Linked DNA regions of Drosophila melanogaster: region 1 is linked to region 2. A link is a contact called in public Hi-C data. All regions are on one chromosome and are shown on one strand. Each heading gives the region's core, a stretch centred on a gene start, on an enhancer-like site or on the middle of the called end of the contact. The rest is flanking DNA. Distances are from core to core; before and after follow the strand shown. Region 1 holds the start of CG32700. Region 2 holds the start of c11.1 (c11.1,).

Evidence for each region. Hi-C and Micro-C count contacts between places; a contact is called where the count stands out from the background.
Region 1: a Hi-C map of the Kc167 cell line shows a contact between it and region 2, with 3 times the contacts expected there. The contact joins the promoter of CG32700 here to the promoter of c11.1 in region 2. A contact is called at or near these places in 17 of 107 Hi-C or Micro-C datasets (the Kc167 cell line, the ML-DmBG3-c2 cell line, the S2 cell line and 5 more) and 1 of 6 datasets of contacts at active chromatin or transcription factors (the Kc167 cell line).

Annotation. Positions count from the first base shown.
Region 1 is chrX:9,549,081-9,552,330 of dm6, reverse strand. It overlaps CG32700, which reads left to right and starts at 1,493. Exons shown (of 4, transcript NM_167192.2): 1 at 1,493-1,901. It overlaps l(1)G0320 (lethal (1) G0320), which reads left to right. Exons shown (of 2, transcript NM_001298129.1): 2 at 1-1,191. The coding sequence ends at 392.
Region 2 is chrX:9,281,258-9,284,566 of dm6, reverse strand. c11.1 (c11.1,) reads left to right here and starts at 1,450. Exons shown (of 9, transcript NM_001298121.1): 1 at 1,450-1,774; 2 at 2,939-3,116; 3 at 3,180-3,309. The coding sequence starts at 1,618.

The DNA.
Region 1 (3,250 bases), core at 244-2,743, 270 kb before region 2:
ATGGTATTCAGTACAACGAGGCCGTGTTCAATGAGACCGTTCTGATTTCGGAGGTCGATGAGGGTCTGGATGGCGAGACTTTCTTCCTGTACGTCCTGCTGGCGGGCATTGTGGTCCTGCTACTGGTCATCGGACAGCAATATCTGCTCGGCAGCTCTGGCAAGAGGAAGCGTGCCGCTGCCAAGAAGGTGATCGAAACCGGCACGGCCAACGACAGCACCATCGACTACGATTGGGTGCCACAGGAGACGCTGCGTGCGCTGCAGAAGTCGCCGCCCAAGTCCAAAACGCCCAAGACCTCGCCCAAGCCCACCAAGCCGGCCAGTCCCAAGGCGGCCAGCCAGCAGAGTCCCAAGCAGCGCAAGGTCAAGCGTTCCGCTGGCGATGATTAAGTTCAAATCCGCTCAAGACTGCACATATCCCAAACACCATCGAAAGCGGTAGCCATAACATCGGCTGCCGAAGGAGCAGTAACAGCAAGATCCCACTCCCTCCCGTCATTTTCATCCTGTAGGGAGAAAAGCAAAAAGTTTCGTAATTAATTAGTTATGTACATCATGTTCGATCATTTCTAAAGATCATACTATCATAATTTTTTTTTCGTCTATCGAGATTGTTAGTCTATAAACGAATACCGAACCAACGTTTTCACAGATTTGTTTTAGAAATTTGAACTTTGAAATGCCCACAACTGCACATACTCCAAACTCAACAACAACAACAACAACCACAAACAAACAAAACAAATGAAAATGAAACCAACAAAAAATGAAACCTAAAGAAATCCCCTTGCGAAAGTGTCTTCGTTTGTTGAAGACACATTATAGAAAGAGGAGTAGCAGCAGAATGAGTCGAGTCTTCTAACTGAATGGAATATCGAACTTAAATAGAAGGCAGACCGATCGATTGCGTTGTAAGACAAGAAAGCCTTCCAATTGTACGATATGTTTAAATTAGTCCTACTATTACAATTGATTGCCCCTCGTGTTTATGTTTCGTCTCTCCCCTCCCCTCCCCCACCCACACACACCCATTCTGATTTGGAGTGTATCATTCTTTTTCTGTTAAGACCAAAATATGTTGAAGTGAGTTTTTTTTTTAGCTAGAGAAGTCGCAGAAAGTCAGTCGACTGATGAATAATGAATAGATTTTCTTACAACAAAACAAAATGAGAAAAAAAAAAACGAAAATAAAATTAAAAAAAAAAAAGATAAAACTGCGATGTTTTTATGTATGTATGTGTGTTGGGTAAATTGGAAAAATATTTTAAAATTAACTAAAGTGCATCGAAAGCATAAACTTGCTCTGCGGCGCCATCTGTTGGCGACGACTAGTAGTTTTCTTGAAATTGCATCGGCTAAGCTTTCAGTTGAGCAGAGCTTTCAGCGCTGTTAAGATGTACCCACTCCACAGTGCTCGTTAGCATCGCTGTTAAGGACACGGCAACTTGTTGTCTTCCCGCTGTTAGCGTTTCGCATCGTCCATTTGTAACTCATTCGTCAACAGACTCTCGTGCGGTTCGGTTCTCAGCCTCAGCCTTTGAATTCAGCATACTCACATCACAGTCGCAAGTCACTGGTCACTGGTCACAGTTCACAGTCACGCAGTTACTGCCTTTGCCCGGTTTTCGATTTTCGAAAGATATTCGAAAGTGCTGAACATACATAATTTTTTTTTTTTTGGTTTTTGTGCTAATCTAAGAAATTGAGTATATATACATAAATATACACATAAAGTGCAATAGCGTTCCGAAATACCATTTTTCAATTCGAATACAAACGACCGAGCCGAAGTGAAAGAGTGTGTGTGGCAAATATTTAAATCCCATTCGCGTTCCGATTCGGAGGAGGATTTGGCGGAGAAAGCTTGAGACACAGAGAACACACCGCAGTCAAAGGTGAGTGAAGTGCTTGACAAATGTAAATATGGTCAGTTCCATTGTGACAAGGACTCAAATTCCGACCGGGAGTCCCATTTGCAAGTCCGGAATTGGGGCTATGTTTGCCAAAACCAAACGGAATGAATCGGGCAGCACGGTTTTGATAGATACGAAAAATGGGCTTTCGAACATTCGGATTCAGTGGAATATTGAAATTAAAGATTTTTATGGAAAAAATAAAGAAATAAGAAATGAATGATGAGTAGAATGAATAGGAAAATTGTAGAAATGAAAGAATGAAGAATAGATATGAAGAAAAGGAAGATGAATGAATGAAATGAAATTAATTAGAAAATTGTACAAATGAAAGAAAGAAGAAATGAATAATGAATGAATGAACCGAAATCATAAAATTGTAGATACATTTAAAGTTGATTTTAAAATATACCTTCAATCACTATAATTGGACTACTTAAATAGGCACTTATGAAACTGTAGTTAACAAAAGAAAACAACTTGTCAAAACTCCTAATGAATTGCATTGCGGAAAAACGTGCCTAAATGAACTGTTTTATTATAGCGGTAATCGTAAACGTGACGAATTAATGGCATTGATTAAATTACCTAAAAGTCCTTGGGAAATGTAAATAATTTTCCAAATTAACGAAGCACTGCTCCTTGTAGCACATTAGAGCTCCAGCCAAATTTCTAAGCAATTACGACTTTGGATGAAATCTTAAAAGAAATATTTGAAATATCCTTGGCGTAATGTTAGCAATGAATTCATGAATGTCCTAGCAGGTGCCTATGTGCACATGTTTGCTTATTTGGCCCACCATTTGTTTGTCTGTCAACAAAATGGTTGACTTGAATCGAGTCAAGTCGAGTTTGGTTTGGTTTGGTTTGGTTTTCAGCCAACTTTGCAGGGGAAGAAAATGAAGTGAATTAATTACCTCTTCGGGCTTGAATTCGTAATTAATTCACTCTTGTTCCATGCCCGTCGTGTGGCTCCTTCTAATTCGACTTATAAATCATGTTGGATCTGGAGCGCTGGAATTGTGAAACCGAAGGGCAGGTGAGTTTCCTTCTACGCAATGGTTACAAAGACATTTTAAAGTCATCGGAAATCTGGTCAAAAATACATATATAATTGCTGAAAGTGTATAGTGTTCAACTAAAGTACAATATATTTGTATGATTACAAATGCGGAAATTCGATTTTTGTCGTGTTTTGCACAACTTTTGTCAGTTAACTTTTTAACGAATGTGAAATAGTTTTGCGTCAAAAACTTTGCGCTTAATTGAAATTCGGTTTCGCCGTAATTCGTAAAATACTTTTCTGCAGATAAGCTGTTTTTAATGCGAAAATGT
Region 2 (3,309 bases), core at 201-2,700:
ATAACTGAAACTGACTTTTAACTTTTGACTGCGCCGCTTGAATTTCGCGAGACGATTGAGCTCGGCTCTGAGTCGAATCCAATCGTTTTTCCACTTGCCTCGCGAGCCAATTGGAACGAGAACGACTCTCTTTGGCCGGGGCGTTTTGGGTCTCTTAAGTTGCTCGCTCTCTCTCTCTCTCTCTCTCTCTTGCTCTTCTGTAAATGCATGGCCTAGTATGTGCATTGTGACAAGTCACCATTCCACGCAGTGCTGTTGCATCAAATTTTTAATAAATTTCGCTAAAAATAATAGAATTTAAATGCTTAATCAAATAAACAGTTGCTCTCCCTCTCGCTCGCTCCTGCGTTTCCCTTGCACTTGGCACCGCCCCCGGATTCTGATTGGTCAGGTGGACATGGCATTTGAGGCGCGCCATTGGTGGACACATTTTCATCCACCACCGGCTGCAACCACTTCCAATTGGAATCGCATTTAAGCGCGCTCTCTTTAATCAGCTGAGAGCGTGACGACTTAAGAGCGGCGCTCTTGTTCAGCCGGGAAATTTCGAAAATATTTAGGAGCTGGATATGATTAGATTTTCATGAGAAAATAAATAAGTTGTGTTTTTTTTTTTATTATTTTATTTAAAATTTAACATACATGTATTTAAAACGCACTTATGGAAAATTGTATTCATATAGATACATTTTGGATATTAGAGATGAAAATCAGAGAATCTACTTTAAAACTGATACTTAACATGCTTATCAAATCTGCTATTATCGCAAAAAGTGTTAATTAAAAACTGTGTGTTGTTGCTAGCGCAAAGAAAACAAGGATTCCAAATGACATGTGTTCTTTTTAGCGAAGGAAAGGCGTGATAAGAGACTATCATTGGGCCATATTTTGTGGTTCAGCCTTGGTTTGTGGTCGAAATACTGATATCGAATTAAAATAACAACGCAGAGTTCTTATGATTTTAAAAAGTGTTTATTTTAAATTTACCTCCGACTTATCACATCGAAGGGAAATAGTTCTTATCGCTGGGAATATAATAGCGTGAGAAGAACGTCAGCTTATCTGCGAGGGCAGAAATTGCGAGAAAATCAAATGTCTATGCTATTTAATTTCAGAAGTGCTATCAAGTGATTAAAATTAAGCATTTCAATTGCTCTCAAATACTTTCAAAACTACCTCAAAAGCGTTTTTTCCTTTAATATTGTATTAGTATGCTGTACTGCCTGTGTAGCTTAAAATTTAAAATTTACTTAATTGCTAATTCCGTATAATAAAACGAGACTGTATGCATAACTATTATTTTATACACAGTACATTTGAATTTCATTTTTATGGTCATCTATGGTTTGCGCCACCACTGAACAGTGAGGGCACACACCATGTTCGGAAGCCCAACTAGTCCATGGTGTTGATAAAAAACGTACTAAAATTTCCACAGCCGTTTTTCCCCTATGTGAGTGCAGCCACCCGTTTTAAACACAAACAATTTCGCAACGCAGTGAATCTCTTGTTTTTCCGAGTTTTTCCGCGATCGCGAAGTGCGCGTTAAAGTTAATCGCTGTCTGAAATCCCGTTAAGCTGGAGAAGTGGAAGAGAACGCGCAATTCCACCAAGAAGATGGACGGCCGAGGGGTTGGCGGCGGTGGTAGTGGTGCTGCCACAGGGGGAGGATCCGCCAACAACAAATCAGCTGCTGGAAATAGCGCCGCCACTGGAAATGCCGATGCATCTACCGCCACAGCGGCGCCCAATGATAAGCCAACGATTCTGGAAGGTAAGCAAACGAAAATGCAAATGAAAATGAAAACAAAGGGAACACTGCCTAATCCCATAGATAAAGATAAAGATAAAGATGGACCCATGGAATCTTTTATTAGAAAGCGCACACACACACAAGCACAAGTGCTGAGAGCGATTTAGCGTGAAATGGGCGTTTTGCCCGTCCACCCCACCCACTCCAATTGGGATTTGTGATTAGGCGAAGCGCAGTCTTTTGTCCTGTTCTAAAAATAGAACTACGCATTAGGCACAACGCACACATGAGCGCCCAAAAGTAACGGGGAATCCTTTTAGCGAAAGGAGAGCAGCTAAATAACTCTATTTTCGTATCTATGTACGTGTGTATTATGGGGACCTGTTGAGTGTGTGAAGCCCTAAAAAATCATCTAGAACACGTTTATGAGCAAGACAAATCAATACAACAACATTTCACAATTACACCCACAAATTGCACTCAATTCGATTTGATTAATCATCTGCATGCGTAAGTGTGTGTTTTTTTTTGTTTTACAGCTAATTGTTGGAATAAGAACAAAAATAACATTGCAATGCGAAAAGTCCTCTAGAGTATCGCTTGTCCAGTCCAATTGGACTTTTGTATCTCTGGGATGACGTGTATTTTTGACCATCCCAATCAGCTGATTCCAGCATTTCGTTTGGTTTTTGCCATTTTCTAGCCTTTTTCATTTTATTGATAGATGCTTATATGATGTGAAGCTCTTTAATTTATGCGAATGCGTCAGACAATTTGAATTCTTATCAGAATATAAGTACTGAAAGTGCCCACAGTTGTGTTCAATGAAATAGGGGTATGCATTTTTCAATGTTGTAAAATGGCTCATATAATTTAATTCGAAATCAACCTATCATCCATTTAAATCCGTGAATCAATGTGGTTTTTGCCACTTCTGCTATCTTTGCAGTTTGTGCACCTTATGTAAATACGGCTCTATGTAGTGTTAACTTGACTTTGATCTAGTTACTCGTGTTACTGAGTGTAGTCCATTGTTCTGCTATTTGCTAGCTCTAGCTGAAATTAGTCATTTGTTTTAAACGATATCTTAGCTTTGACTTAACACAAGCCAACTAAATTTTGGATTATATTCCATATGATCTGATTTAAGAAATCAAATTTAAAACATTTGTTGCCCTTTTGCAGGCGTTCTCCACAACATCTTCGATGGGCTGATGGACAAGGAGGAGCAGGTGCGGATTGCCATGCAGCAGGCGATCGTGAAGATCTTGGAGACCCATCCGGAACGGGCTGCGGAGATCCTCAGCGAACATCGATCGCAGCAGCCGAAGATGACCGATCAAACAGTGGCCATGTTGTTGGAGTAGGTTTCCCTTTGACATCAGCAATTAAAAGCTGTTCTAATCCCTACCTTTCTATATTTCAGCTGCATTCGTCGCGTGGTGGGAGCGGAAACTCCTCTGCCGCCGGCTGCAAATCAGAAACTTATTGATCTTGCGCTGCAGGAGCTCACCAAGAATCCCGAGCATTTGCCACTCATACAGAATCCCGCCCAG